Linked DNA regions of Mus musculus: all the other regions are linked to region 4. A link is a contact called in public ChIA-PET and HiChIP or PLAC-seq data. All regions are on one chromosome and are shown on one strand. Each heading gives the region's core, a stretch centred on a gene start, on an enhancer-like site or on the middle of the called end of the contact. The rest is flanking DNA. Distances are from core to core; before and after follow the strand shown.

Region 1 (2,700 bases), core at 74-2,573, 750 kb after region 4:
ACTTATTTTAAAAAGAACATTTACCTCGTAAATATTTCATAGCATATTGGTGTATCTGAAATGCAGTTTAACAAAGTACTTGGTCTGATACTAACAAGGCTTGCTTCTGTCTTGAAACCTCATCCAACATCCTCCAGTCTTTAAATATCAAAAACTTCCACGGGACATAAAATACTCACTTTACTCATAAATTATTAATGTAACACGAGATGGTTGCACCCTATAAACTATTTCTATATACAATGATATATGTATAAGACATACATACTTATCTCCTTATAGGTAGATAGTGAGTGAGGGTGACAGATCATACTCACGGGAGTTGGCATTGGCGATTTCATTGGTCTCATTGGGATCCAACCAGACCTTCTTTTTCCCGCAGCGGAGGACACTAGAGGCAAGCCTCTTCTGTAGCCTGAGCATACTGGGTACACAGAAAGCACTAGTAAGCCCTGGAAGCGACATCTGAACAACAACAAACACTCCAAGCAAAATCTTCCCTCTAAAATATACACCAGTATGCATACATTTCTATTAAGGGCAAACACACCCCCTAGACCTAAAATTTTTGCCACCCCTTCCTGTCCTCTAATAACTATTTCCAAAGCAAGGCCTTAAATCCAAACCAAGAAAGACCTGGGCAATGAACGTGGCCAAAGTGGCCAGCCATTTGAGATCTGGGGTGGGGGGAAGGGGTGCTTAAGCTCTTCCGGGTACTTGGCTCGGTGAAGACTTTAATGTTAAGGATCAGACACGAATTGATCAGACTCGACTGTGACGCAGCCTGTTTACCCAGAACAGGCGAGGCTCTTTGCTTTCTGGGCTCTTTTTCACGTTAATAAACCTCGTCCAGCCGTTCGGGCGGAAGCCGACCCGGCACCTCATCCTCCGCACTCGGAGGCCTGGCCTTGCCCGAGACTTGTCCCACGTTACATGGTAGGGGTCTGTTGGGCTCCGGCGAGCCGAGGAGCCACTCAGGGCCCTGTCGCCGCTGCTCTCCCCGCGCCCTGCCTCACAACGCGTGACAGGCAGAGAGCGGCGCCCGCGGGAGATCTTCGGGCCTCGGCGTCCCGCGTTCCACCCTCCCTAGGCCCAGGCCGTGCGCGCTCTCCGCGCTCCGGGTGCGGCCGCACCACGCTCGCCTCCCCTCTCCCCTCTGCCATCCGGGGTCCCGGCCCCGATCCCTGCCAAGCCTTGCCGGCCCCGTCGGCCCCGTCGACCTCATCGGCCAAGAACCGAGAGCCGGGCCCGCTCACCTCATGGCTGCGGCCGCAGCAGCGAAAGGAAAGAGCTTGTGGGCCGCAGGCTCCGCCCATTATCTGCGAAGGGGAGAGCCCAAGCCCCACTCCATGATTGTCTGTATTTACGCTACGCTATTTCACCTTATTTCATCTCACACTAATTTGTTTTCTTCCTAAAAAATCGTGATCCTAGATACTGGAGATCGAGAATCAGTTTTAAACTGTAAAACACAAAAGACCTACCCCTTTCGTCGGGCAAAATGGTTCAGTCCGACTCCGCGGCGCACATGCGCAGTGAGGGCGTTTGGTCACGTGGTCCTCTGGGTAGCCGGAAGTCACGCTAAGTCGCGCAGGCGGCGTGAGGAGGGTTTGGCCTGGACGGCCTGGTCTTCGCGGAGGGCTAGCGGTCTGTGAAAGGTTTCTAGATTAGCTGGGAGAAAAGGAGCGAAGGGAGTGTTAGAGAATAAGGACGGCGGAGAGCCAGCGGACACTACCCCGCTTTCGCTCCCAGAGAGTAGTAGCTCGCGCGCAGGCAAAAACCAAGAGATTTTTCTCAGTGCCCCCGCAGATCCCTATCTCTGGATGCTTCCATTTCAATCTCCATTGTAGTCTGAACCTAAGCCTCGTATTTCTGTCATCCACTTGTGAAAATCATATGCATCTACTATTACAAAAAAGGCGTTAGCACAAGCAAGCGGAACCAATCTCGTTTGGCTCAATCTGCACTGTAGCAAGTCCGTGTGAGGAGACCCTACATTGACTAAACGAAGGGTTGTCAGAACAAAAAAGGACGAATGGCTTTGGAGACCTCTGACTGAAAACCCAAAGAGAATGTTCTGGGGGCCAAAAGTTCAAATATCTGGAGCTCCGGAGCGGAGCAGCTGGCTTACTCCCTTAATCCTGTCAGGAAATGATATGGACCCAAATTTAAGGTGGTCCAGGCAATCTGGGCTACAGAATAAGACCCCAGTACTTGGGAGGCAGAAGGATCAGAATTTCAAGGCCACCCTTAGCGACATATGGAGTTCAAGGCCAGCCCGGATATTGGGAGCCCCGATTAAAAAACAAACCCAAAAACCAGGGAGTGGGACTAGAGATGGCACAGGCTTGTGCGTTTGCAATGGATTGCAGTTGGATTCCCAACATCCATATCTGCCTGTAAACATTCAGAACTGTCAGTAACTCCTTGCTACCTGGTGCCCTGTGCCAGTCTCATGCGCTGGCACAGTGAGGTAGAGCAGATATGATGGCATGCATGGATATGCACATAAATAAAAATAACCCTGTTTTTTAAAAGTCCTAGACCCAAGCTGGGTATTGTAGTATGTACCAGCACTCAGGAGGCAAAGGCAGGTGGATCTCTGTGAGTTTGAGAACAGCCTGGTCTAGATCAGGGTTCTGGTCCTCTTGCTTACTTGAATCAAGAGTCTTTCTTTTTCTCTGCTTGTTTTTGAGACAA
Region 2 (2,700 bases), core at 73-2,572, 780 kb after region 4:
TTTCTCCCTCTTCCTGCTGGGGCTGCTACTTTCCTCGTGACCCACAAACCCACTGTTGGGTCTACCTGCTGCTGGAGCCTGTGAGGCCAGAAGGCCACTCAGAAGTTTGAGGCAGGAGGATTGCTGGAGTTCAGGAGTTTAAAGCCAGCCAGGGTGACAGATTATATATTTAGGTCCTCTGAAAATAACAAACAAATCAACAAATAAAAAGACTTTTCCCTCTGCTGAGAGAGACTGGCTGGTTTAGATTGTAAAAGACAATCTCACTATGTAGCCCAGGCTCGGTATTTATTGTTTCATTTCCTTTGGAATGGGGAAGGGGCATGGAACTCACTCTGTAGACCAGGCTGGCCTCAAACTCAGAGATCCACCTGCTTCTGTCTCCCAAATGCTGGGATTAAAGGTGTGTGCCACCATGCCCAGCAATCATGGTGATTTAAATTTTTTATTTTTATTACTTTTAATTATATATTGGTGTGTGCATTTGCATGTGGGTATTGCACAGAGTGCAGAAGCCAGAAGCAACAAGTTCCCTGGACCCAGAGTTAATAGAGAGTCCTTATCTGTCTATGGTGGCTGCTGGGAACAGAACTTGGTCCTCTGGAAGAGCAACACGTGCTCTTAACTGCTGAACCATCTCCTCAGACTGTGGCCTGCAGGTTGCATGCAATTGCATGTAGCTAAGGATAGCTGTGAATGCCATCTAACACAAAATGGGAAAAATTACAATACTATGTAATTAGGGGCTAGAGAGAGGGCTCAACAGTTAAAAGCACTTGCTGCTCTTTAAGAGGACCTGAGTTGGGTTTCCAGTATCCAAGCTAGGATCTGAGTACCTCGTCTGGCTTCCAAAGGTATACATGTATTTAAACATATGGCATGTGGTTCAGCGTGCGTGCACGTGAAAACACACACACACACACACACACACACACAAAATCTTAAAATGCTGGGCTTGGTGGCACACACCTTTAATCCCAGCACTCAGGAGGCAGAGGCAGGTGGATCTCTGATGTTGGAGTCCAGTCTGGTCTACAGAGAGTTCTAGGACTGTCAGGGCTACACAGAGAAACCCTGTCTCAAAAAACAAAAACAAACAAGCAAACAAAAAGTTTTAAAAAATTACTAGATTGGATTAGCAAAACATTTTGAGATTCTTTGTTGTTTGTTTTGTAACTGAGTTGCAGGGTTCTTCAGTCTGAACTTTGTAGATGAGGATGCTGTGTCTCAATGTGAGAAAGCTGGACCGCCCTTGGAGGGTTTCCCCCCAGCGGTGGCTTTTGGAGAGGAAGAGCAGACATTTTGCACATTGCTCACTCTACTCGCAACACTAAAGCAGATAGTTCCAACTTCAGTTTTCTCAGGGTAAAGAGGACTCTGGGATTTTCCTTGCACTTTCCTGCCCCTAGACAAATACCTAGTCTTCGTGGTGACGCCACTCAGACCCTCAGCACCGAGAAAGAGCCAGCGTCCGGTGGGATTCCCAGGTCTCGAGGGTGACGCTTGGGGTTCCGCACATTTGATAGGAGCAGCGGGTCTGGCCCTCCCCCAGGCAGGGCTTTGAAGATTTGGGGCCAGACTCTGGTCCTGGAGGCTGCTGAGCCCCGCCCGCCCCCAGCTCCGGGAGTGCCATGGGACAGCTGATAGCCAAGCTGATGCGAATCTTTGGGAGTCAGGGTAAGCGGCGCACCGGGCAGCCCAGTGACCTCTTTGATTCCGCTGTCTTCTGGGGCTCTTGGGATTTTGGAGTCGTCCGTGAAGACTGACTGGGAACCTTGCGCTGCTAGAGTTGGATTTGTGCACTCCCATACTCTCCATGGCCTCCTGCCTGCTCTCCTCCCACAAGCCCCCCGCCCCCCACCTTGACCCCGCGCTTCAGTGTGCCCAGTGCACAGGGGTGGGAGAGCCTTCTGCCTCTGACCCCACCACCCAGCTGAGCTGTGTGCGACCCTGAGGGCCCCCAAAGTCAATTTCCTGAGATTGTGATTTAGAGCCCAGTGTGCTTCGGACCCTTTAGACGATCGCTGTCTAGAAATGTAGACGGAGGTGGGGTAGGGGGTCAGGAGGGGTGCAGGGGTCCGGTCCGATGGCAAGTGAAACGGTACAGTCTTCGACAGAGGTCCCCCGGACCGCGTTTCTCTGAGCATCCTAGGAAATTGGGGGGGGGGGCGCACACAGAAAGCTGAGATACCGAGCTTTAGCTCGGAGATTGCCAAGGGATGTGTGGAGCCGGGAGAGAAGGCATCCATTCATCCAGACAAGAGCAGAGGGTGAGGAAGAGGCCAGGACGAGAAGCCTACTAGGGACACCCACGCCCGCAGTCGTCCGGGTTGGCTCTGACCTTGCCCTTCCCCTGGATGCCTCCAGAGCACAAAGTCATTATCGTGGGACTGGACAATGCAGGGAAGACCACCATTCTCTACCAGTTGTAAGTAACTACTGGGTGGATAGAGTGGGCTGGGCCTCACACTAGACTGATAGTCATTTGCACCAATCACCAGAGCCCTTCCCTGGGTTAGTGGGTAGTTGTAGACAAGAAGTGATGGGAAGACGCTGGTATGACCTTCCTGATTTAGTGGCTGCTGGCCTGGATTTGGATCCCGCCAGCAATGGGTGACTTCAGGTCCCACGGCCTCCCGCGATCTACCCTGCCAAACACATTTCAGTCCTGGCAGGTGTGGAATGCCAGGCGGTTTCTCG
Region 3 (2,700 bases), core at 39-2,538, 630 kb after region 4:
ATTGCTTTGAGCATAAAATTGGAAGCAGTATTAAGGTCTAATTAGGACGGCTGGGATTTATGGTAGTTTTTAATATTTCAGGTTTGGTACATTTTGTAATGTCTCTGACGGAGCAATTTCACTCTCGGTTGTTTCATAATTCGTGGAAAATAGGTCATAGATTTTGGAAGTCTTGAAGGCTGGAGTTAACAAAAAGATGACAGACTACCTTTTATACTAGGAGCGAAATCCAATGGAAGAGTTTCCTATGGGCAACCGCCCCCGCCTACTCGCTCCTACATGCTTGTTTCTCCCGCCGAAATGGCGTCACGCCGTGGCTCTCACGAACCAGCTCTCCGATTGGAGGGTGAGCAGCCGCTGCAGCCCATTGGGCGCCAGCGGCCGGAGGGGCGGGGACGCCAATGGCCCTTGTGCCTTGCCCGCCCCCACCCGATTGACGCCAGCCCCTCCCCCGGCCCAAGGAATGGGTACTGGGCTGGGGCATTGCACCCCCTGATCCCGAGGTGTAGCCTCGCTGCCAGCTCCTGTGCAGAGCTGGCGCTACGTCCTCCTCTTAGCGCAACCAGCTCCTGCCTTCTGGAGCCTGGCACTGAGAGCCATCCGCCCCGCAGGGGCCCCCCAGGCCTCCCTGCAGCACCCCGTAATGCAATTCACCGGGGTGGGGGAGGCGGCGGCAGCACCTACGGCGGCAGCGGCGGCGGCACTGCCCCAACCTAGAGACGTCTAGAAAGAGGAGGAAAATGGCTCCGAGCAGGGACCGCCTGCTGCACTTTGGGTTCAAGGCGACAGTGAGTGATAGAGGACGGGAGCTGGGTGGTCAGAAAGACGTGGGTGCCAGCTCAGGCCGCCGGGGAAGTGATCAGATCAGAGCTGGGGACCCTAGGCTGAAAGCTCAGGTTCCGCGTGGGTCGCTACGTGCCAGTGAGCCCTCGCAGTGCTGGAGGGGATCCGGTGATGTTCCTGTCCCTGTTCTGCTCTTCTCGCCGGTCCGCGGGCACGCGCGCACTCGCACCCGCCCCACAGCACACACACCGTGCCCCCCCCCCCCACGCCCGCGCGCGCACCGAAGCAGGCGCGCACTTGGGCACTTCCCTGCTTCTCCTTGTCCTGGTGGGCTGGCGCCCGGTCACCCCACGTTCCAGGCGCTCGCGGGCTCACCGTCCGGGGCTGCGCCGGGTGGGGGAGGGGTGGGCTCGCGCCGCCGCCGCCGAGCGCTCCTCCCCTCCCCCGACGTTCCGAGGCCCGGGCGGCTCTGCCCAATGAGGAGCGGCGTTGCTGGCAGGTGGGGAGTGTTTTTGTTTTGGGTTGAAGTTGAGGCTTTGGAGAGGACCGAGCTAGCGACTGGCAGTCGTCGCGGCCGCGGACGCCGCGGGCGGTGGTGGAGGCCCCCGCGGGACTCGAGCGGTCGCTCCTCCGCGTCGGCCGGGCGAGCCTCGCCTTGCTGCCGCCGCCGCCTCCCGCTCCCGGAACTCCGGGGCCTGCCCTGGCCCCTATCTTTGCACTCCGCACGCCGCAGCGCCCTGCCCGGGCCGCACCCGCCGGCCCCATGAGGAGGGACGTGAACGGAGTGACCAAGAGCAGGTTTGAGGTGTGAGCTCGGAGGGGTCTCGGGCGGCGGCGAAGGCCAGCTCTCGCACCCCAAACAGTAGCTCGACCGGAGCCTCCTCCCTTGTGCGGCCCGCCACCCGCCCCCGATGCGGCCGCCGGCGTCCTCCCCTGCTTGCGACCCGCAAGCCCCGCGCACCGGCTTGCCTCGCCTTCCGGGAGGTTCGCCTGCTGCCCCTTCCACCCGCGGGCCCTGGCCGGGATTAGCCCTGGCGCCCTAAATCCCCCCTCCCCCATAACACCCAGCTTCCCATTCTCTGCCCAGCCCTTGGCTAGCCTCCTTCCACCACGCAGTGAAAGCACTCAGTCCCCGACTGGCCAGCGCCTGCTGCCTTCGTGAATCTCCACCCGAGCGGGAATCGATTAGTCCTCGGTGGAAGTAGGAAGTTGGGGGTGGTAGTAAACTGGGACGATAGAGGCGACTGTGGGGTTTTCGTGCTGTTTGGATATTCTAATACTTCCTCTTCCCCGTGTAGTCTAATACTTTTGTGGTTCATTGTTTATTGGGAACTTAGATATCTGTTCCGAGAATGCGAGGAAGGTCTGAGAGCCTTCGGAGAACCCATTCCTGGTTTGTTTTGTTTTGTTTTTTTGTTTTGTCTTAAGTTTGTCCTCTGAAAAGGAGGTTTGTAGTCTTGGAATGGAACCGTACATAGTCAGAAAGATCTTTAAAAGCGAGTTCACGACTGAGAAAGGGATTCCTTTGGGAAGTATCCTAAGTACTGGTGAAATGAAATACAGTAGTTTGGAGATGTGCTGGAGGTTTCATTGGTAGGCCGAGAGACAAAGAAACTTACACAAGAGAAAATGTTACCTGGCCTTTTCTGGCAGAGGCTCAGGCTGACTGACCTGTGCTGGGCCCAGGCTCAGTGTTCATCTCACTTGCTGGCTTCCTGTCTCCTCTCTCTTGTTGTATTTTTAACACCCAGTGTTTCCCTTCAGCTCCCTTTAAAAGATAAATTTGAGACAAAAAGTTTGTGGGCTTCGGGTGAAAGTCTCACCTAGGGGCGAAACTTCTGTATAGTCTTAGTATTTCTTGAAAAAGTATTTATAGTTATAAAGTTAAGGTAGGAGGGAGAGCTGTGGAGAGACTGT
Region 4 (2,700 bases), core at 146-2,645:
TTGAGGGTCTCATGTTGTTTAAGTCTCAAATCACTGAGCTCAAAGTGGTCCTCCTGGCTCAGTTTCCCCGTATGCTTTTCTCTGACTCCAAGGTAGCTTGCTTCCCAGGATTCCCAGAACTCTCTGGAGCTTCCTAAGTGCAAGTAGAGAAAGACTTAAGGTTAAAAAAAAAAAAAAAAAAGCACCCCCCCTCCATCCCCAAGTGTAGAGATTACAGAGGACTTGGAGATAGGAGCAGGGTGGCTGGGGCTTACTCGACTGCTTGAAGATACGTGTCCATCTCTCTTTACAACCCAAGCCCCAGAGAACAGACCCCTTCCCCCAGGCCTCTGTGTTTCTCACTCCTGAGATGACTGCTGCTCTGAGAGAGATGCTAAGTGCTTCATGTGCTCATTTATCCGCCATCTCAGGGACGGGACGGTCACAAGAAATAAGCAGTGAATGCCTGACCTTGAGCCAGTCCCTGAGATGGCGGTCCCTTTTCTTCTTCAGTAAGAGGAGGGAAGATCCTCACTCCCTCCTCGCTTAGTAGGAGCTTGCTTTGCAGCTCAAGTCAGCTTCAAATTCACGACAGTCCTCCTACCTCAGCCTCTCAAGGACGGTGATTGCAGGCACGAGCCACTACACCCTGCCAATTCGGGGAGTTGAGGGGTGGGAGTTAAATGATCCTCATGTTCTCCCTAAACTGTGGGCTTCTTCTGCTATCATGAAGCCCTGCAGAGAGCAGACCCCCCTCTCTCTATGAGGACCTCAGAGCACTTTCCCTTTGTTCTCCTTTTTATTTCCCAGACAAAGGGAAATGACTCACCCCAAAGTCACTTGAGTGGGCAGTGTGGTGTCATATAAGCAAACAGGGAGTCCCTAGGGATATCCCCGTGCTATGCCAGTCCTACCCGTGGGGGCTGGGGTTAGGGTGAAGAAGAGAAAGGGGTTTTATTTACACTGCTTGTCGCCCACCTTGTCACCATAGCAAAAGATGCTTAAGTTCTTGATTTAAGGGAAATCTCTCCTCCCAGCTTGTCTTTCTCCCCCTAGTCACCACTAACCTCAGGGTGAGGTCAGTTCTCCAATCACGTGAAGCTCTCACGTTTGCTAGGTTTGCAGAAAGGGCCTTTTAGCTTTGATCTTCCACGGAGCAGTAAAGCTTGCCAGGCCCTCCCCAGGAATTCACATGCCCTTGCCATACAAGGCTTTCCAAACACGCCACCCTGACTCTTCAGAAAACCCCACCCCAGTCCACTTTCAGCTCCTCCCCGCTGCCAGCAAGCACTTTTGCAAAGCAGAAAAGGAATAGGCACACTCCACCTACATTGTCAGTAGACTACAAATCCCAACAATCCTGGCGGTGCGCAGGCGCACAGATCTCAACGTGCCGGCTGCTGGAAAAGTGTGTCACTGGGGCACGAGGCGCTCCCTGGAATCACATGGTACCTGCTCCAGTGCCGCGTGCGGCCCGGGAACCCTGGGCTGCTGGCGCCTGCGCAGAGCCCTCTGTCCCAGGGAAAGGCTCGGGCAAAAGGCGGTTGAGATTGGCAGAGTGAAATATTACTGCTGAGGAAACGTAGCAGGGCACACGTCTCTCTTTGCGTCCTGGTGCCTCATTTCTCCATCACCTACTTACTTCCTGGTTGCAGCTTCTCTTCCTTTGGGACTTTTGCACCCGGAGCTCCAGATTCATTACCCTGCTTCACTGCGGAGCCTTCAGGAGTGGCATCCGGTGCACTGCAGAGACCCGACTCTCCTTGCTACCTTATAGCCAGAACTGCTGCAGGCTGATTCTTCACACACACACTCTCTGCTCTTCCCATGCAAATCAGATCTCAGGTGCCTCAGCGTCCTACCCTTCTGGAGGGCTGCAGTATAGCCACCCCAAGACCTTACTGCTCAGTGCCTGGAATCCTGATTGCGAACTGCGGGGCTCACTCGTCTCCCTCAGCCATTGCCCAGGGGGCGAGAGAGGCCATCACAACCTCCAGTTTGTGTCAAGGTCCAGTTTGAATGACCGCTTTCAGCTGGTGAAGACATGACGACCCTGGACTCCAATAACAACACAGGTACTGAGATTCTTATCTTTGCTCTGTCACTGTCTCCATTTCCATCCAAGGCTTATGAGAGGAACTTTGTAAGGGATTGGGGATTCCCTCTGGCTGGTGTTTGTTACTGTGCTAAGATGAAAGCCACTAGGTAAGATTTCTAAAGAGGGTTATTACGGCTGGGAATGTGCCTAAAACGCATCACTAGCACCCCCTGAGTTCCCCTCAGTCCGAGAACGGATGAAATGGAGGGTGGATACCAGTGGCGAGTGGAAGAGTTTAGGGAGACTCAGCATTTTGAAGCAGTCTCTGGACACGTCCCCATTTGCCCACTCCTTGCAGCTATAGTATGCCTGTCTCTTTTCCCTTTTCTACAGTTCTAGCCTACTTCCAGGTAGTCTTGGGAAGTGGGGCGATCCGGGCTGGTGGGTTTGCGTGACTGGGTCAGAGTTCACAGGGGAATCCTCAGCGGCAGTGGGGAGCTTCATTTGAGGAGTCGGGTGCTTGGGACTCATCTCCAGGCAGGGCACCCACAGCGACTTAGCCTGGGGAGGGCTCACATGGCTGCAGAGCCGGGCCCACGTGCTGCATTTGTTTTCATTCAGTAGAAGCCGTGGCCGCCATCTCATTGGTCATTGCCTCCCGGCCTCGTTACATAATGAGCTCC
Region 5 (2,700 bases), core at 112-2,611, 570 kb after region 4:
GAAGACTATGCACCCGCTAGGTAGAAGCAAGTTCTCACAGCTGAAAGTTCTCCATTACTGCAAAGTACCTTACCTACCTTGCTTGAATAGTTGGAGGCACTTGGAATGTTTACTTCTCAATTGGGCGAGGGGAAAGCCAAACTTACCTAAATGACTTGTCAAAGAAGAACACTGAAAGCTTTAACAAAATGTTAAAGACTCATTTTCAATTCCTCCCAACCGACCCTACCTTAGGAAGGACAGACAACAGCTCACCTGGGGAGTGGACTCCGACTCAGAGACCTCTTGCTCAGGAAAGGGCTGCTTGATCGCCTTCGGCCATAGGGGCTGGGTGATCTCCCGCTGTAAGAGCCGCTCCTTTCATAGCTGGAGGACCGTCTCCGGCTATAGGGACTCACAGACCTCTGTCGTCGGCTGTAAGGACTGGGTGACCGAGTGCTGGACTGGTAAGCAGAAGGCTCTTTGTAAGGTGGGCTGATTGACTGCCTTCTTGAGGTACTTCCAGGACTCTTCTTGTAGGAGTCATAGTTGCTAGAAGTGTGAGACCTTGGGGGGCTAAGATCGTAGTCTTGGCCATAAGAAGCTCCGGAAGGGCTGTCATCTTGCTTGGAACTGTCAGACCATTTCCTATGGGGACTCCTGGATCTCCGTTTAGGGCTAGCCACGGTTTTGTAACTTTTGGGTGTTTCCCTTTTCCGATGACTTTTACTCCGGTCCTTGTATCCAGACTTTAACTCTCGCTCTTTGCGGGTCTTCTCCTTGTGCATTTTGGACGACCTGGATTCCTTGCTGCCGCTTTTGGATAGCTGGGCCTTCCCATAATCATCACTCCCCTCCACGGACCGTTTGGAACTGCCCGATACCCGGTCCTTCATAGATCCAGATTTGGAGACTTCCTGATTTTTTTCCTTTTCCGTCTGTTTAGTTTTTAGCAAGTCTCGGGACCGCCGGTGCTGGTGGTGACGATGTCGGTGCAGGCGATCGCTCCGATCCGTTCCCCGACGTTCCTCGTTCTCCCTCCGGTCTGATTTGAAGGCCGTGTCATCGGAGAAGGTGTCTGAATCAGAGCTGATGTCATCGTACTCCACCAGTGGTTTGATTATGGTACCCAAAGATGCCGCTTCGGGGGTCACCAGCCCCACGTCTTTGGAGTGCTTGGACTTATGCCGCTTGTGCTTCGACACCAAGCGGTGACGCTCCCTGCTGTTGGAGCTGCCACCTCCCGATGACGGCTGCGAAGTTCCAGAAGCTCCTCCGCTCCCGTCCTTCTTGCCCCCATGTCTCTCGGAATTGGGCATTCCCTTTCCCCGGGCCTGAAGCAGGGGAAAAAGTTCCCCGGCGCTCCAAAAAGCCCCACCCTCCCCCCCAGCCCCGACTCCACGCCCCCCGAAGAGCCCCTAGACGGGGGTGGGGAGGGCAGGGACCGCAGGCGAGGCTCCTCCTCCCTCTCGCCGCCTCAGCGCCCTCCTACATGAGGTGGGGGGTGAAGGAGAGAGGGAAGAAACCAAGAGTTCCTCGGCACGGGAGGAGCGCGACGCCGGGAGCTGCTCGAGTCCGCCCCTCACGGCCGCCCACCCCCGCCGAGCCGATATTCGGGCCCGCGAGCCCTGGCGCTCAAGGAAGTAGGAAGGCGTCCGCCGGAGCCTGTGGGGCCGACGGCGGCTCTGGAGCCCCGGGAGGACTACGCAGGCCCTTCCCCTACCCGGTCGCCCGGCTCGGGGCGGCTGGCTTCCTGTCGCCAGGCCTCCGCGGCCTAGGTTGCCTCAGCTCCCCCCCTTTGTCCCTCGTGCCTGAGGGAGCCCCCTTCGCTAGCCTCCGCCTCACACCGACACCTCACAGCCACATCTCACTCCCTCGCCCAGACTCACTCACACACTAGATTAAACCGAAACGGCACTAGAGGGGGAGGGGGAGGGGCGAATGCCGCAAGTATCGCGAGACTCCGCTGGACTCCCGCGATACTTGGCGCTTCCCTTTTCACCTCGACACATTCCTTCACCAGAAAACGCGAGAACGGGACCCAAGCCGCAAACGCAGCCCGTTAGATTCTCGCGATACTTTTCCAACTCCCCCTTTTGGGGGGCTTTATAGGAGCGGAAGTTGCGGAGATTACCTTTAAAATTTAAACCTAAATGGTAATTCTTTGATTAAATATCCCCAGGTTCCGGTGGGGATGGGTCTTAGCACAGCTTGTAAGAAGTCTTTTGATTTAATAGGGTTTAAAAAAAAAAAAAAAAACAAGGGACAAGTGAACATTGGGGACATTACAGCGCAAGTTTGAATATTGGGGATTCTGGTAGGGCTTGGGTTTCTGAGACAGGGTTTCTCTGAGTAGCCTTGGCTGTCCTGGAACTCACTCTGTAGACCAGGCTGGCCTCGAACTCAGAAATCCGCCTGCCTCTGCCTCCGGAGTGCTGCGATTAAGGGCATGGAGCACGCACCACCACCGCCCTGCTTTAAGTCTGAATGTGCAAACAACGCTTGGTACTGCGGAATTTGCTGAGTTTAGGCGTTTTGCATTCATTTTCTCTGCCCTCACACCCATGGGACACTGTCCTCATTGCGAATTTACAGGCAAGGACTCCCGGATTCAGGGGGGCTAGTCAGTAGAAAGGTTAGAGTGCCAAAGTTGGGGGAAATGTCAGGATGTCTTACAGCACGTTCTTAGTAACCCAGGCTGGACTCCCAGTTGTGGCTATT

What was found. ChIA-PET counts read pairs in DNA pulled down with a chosen protein or histone mark. HiChIP or PLAC-seq counts read pairs in DNA pulled down with a chosen protein or histone mark.
Region 1: a contact with region 4 is called in an H3K27ac HiChIP or PLAC-seq map of microglia, with 5 times the contacts expected there. The contact joins the promoter of Rpl19 here to the promoter of Nr1d1 in region 4. A contact is called at or near these places in 1 of 39 promoter capture datasets (hippocampal neurons), 1 of 15 datasets of contacts at CTCF or cohesin (large pre-B cells), 1 of 484 Hi-C or Micro-C datasets (embryonic stem cells), 3 of 115 datasets of contacts at active chromatin or transcription factors (large pre-B cells, memory CD8 T cells and microglia) and 1 of 9 other capture datasets (liver).
Region 2: an RNA polymerase II ChIA-PET map of memory CD8 T cells shows a contact between it and region 4, with 12 read pairs. The contact joins the promoter of Arl5c here to the promoter of Nr1d1 in region 4. A contact is called at or near these places in 3 of 39 promoter capture datasets (the C10 cell line, hippocampal neurons and pre-B cells), 2 of 115 datasets of contacts at active chromatin or transcription factors (large pre-B cells and memory CD8 T cells) and 1 of 9 other capture datasets (liver).
Region 3: a contact with region 4 is called in an RNA polymerase II ChIA-PET map of memory CD8 T cells, with 11 read pairs. The contact joins the promoter of Fbxl20 here to the promoter of Nr1d1 in region 4. A contact is called at or near these places in 2 of 115 datasets of contacts at active chromatin or transcription factors (memory CD8 T cells and pancreatic cancer cells).
Region 5: an H3K27ac HiChIP or PLAC-seq map of extraembryonic endoderm stem cells shows a contact between it and region 4. The contact joins the promoter of Cdk12 here to the promoter of Nr1d1 in region 4. A contact is called at or near these places in 2 of 39 promoter capture datasets (cranial neural crest and pre-B cells) and 4 of 115 datasets of contacts at active chromatin or transcription factors (bone marrow-derived macrophages, embryonic stem cells, extraembryonic endoderm stem cells and 1 more).

What each region holds. Positions count from the first base shown.
Region 1 is chr11:98,025,547-98,028,246 of GRCm38.p6, reverse strand. Rpl19 (ribosomal protein L19) reads right to left here and starts at 1,323. Exons shown (of 6, transcript NM_009078.2): 1 at 1,257-1,323; 2 at 318-424. The coding sequence starts at 1,261.
Region 2 is chr11:97,994,795-97,997,494 of GRCm38.p6, reverse strand. Arl5c (ADP-ribosylation factor-like 5C) reads left to right here and starts at 1,322. Exons shown (of 6, transcript NM_207231.1): 1 at 1,322-1,677; 2 at 2,368-2,428. The coding sequence starts at 1,632.
Region 3 is chr11:98,148,204-98,150,903 of GRCm38.p6, reverse strand. It overlaps Fbxl20 (F-box and leucine-rich repeat protein 20), which reads left to right and starts at 1,288. Exons shown (of 15, transcript NM_028149.1): 1 at 1,288-1,588. The coding sequence starts at 1,547.
Region 4 is chr11:98,774,072-98,776,771 of GRCm38.p6, reverse strand. It overlaps Nr1d1 (nuclear receptor subfamily 1, group D, member 1), which reads left to right and starts at 1,395. Exons shown (of 8, transcript NM_145434.4): 1 at 1,395-2,054. The coding sequence starts at 2,024. It overlaps Gm31862 (a long non-coding RNA gene), which reads right to left and starts at 1,361. Exons shown (of 4, transcript XR_880204.3): 1 at 958-1,361; 2 at 1-133.
Region 5 is chr11:98,201,966-98,204,665 of GRCm38.p6, reverse strand. Cdk12 (cyclin-dependent kinase 12) reads right to left here and starts at 1,361. Exons shown (of 14, transcript NM_001109626.1): 1 at 256-1,361. The coding sequence starts at 1,298. It overlaps Gm38963 (a long non-coding RNA gene), which reads left to right and starts at 2,036. Exons shown (of 4, transcript XR_880193.2): 1 at 2,036-2,135.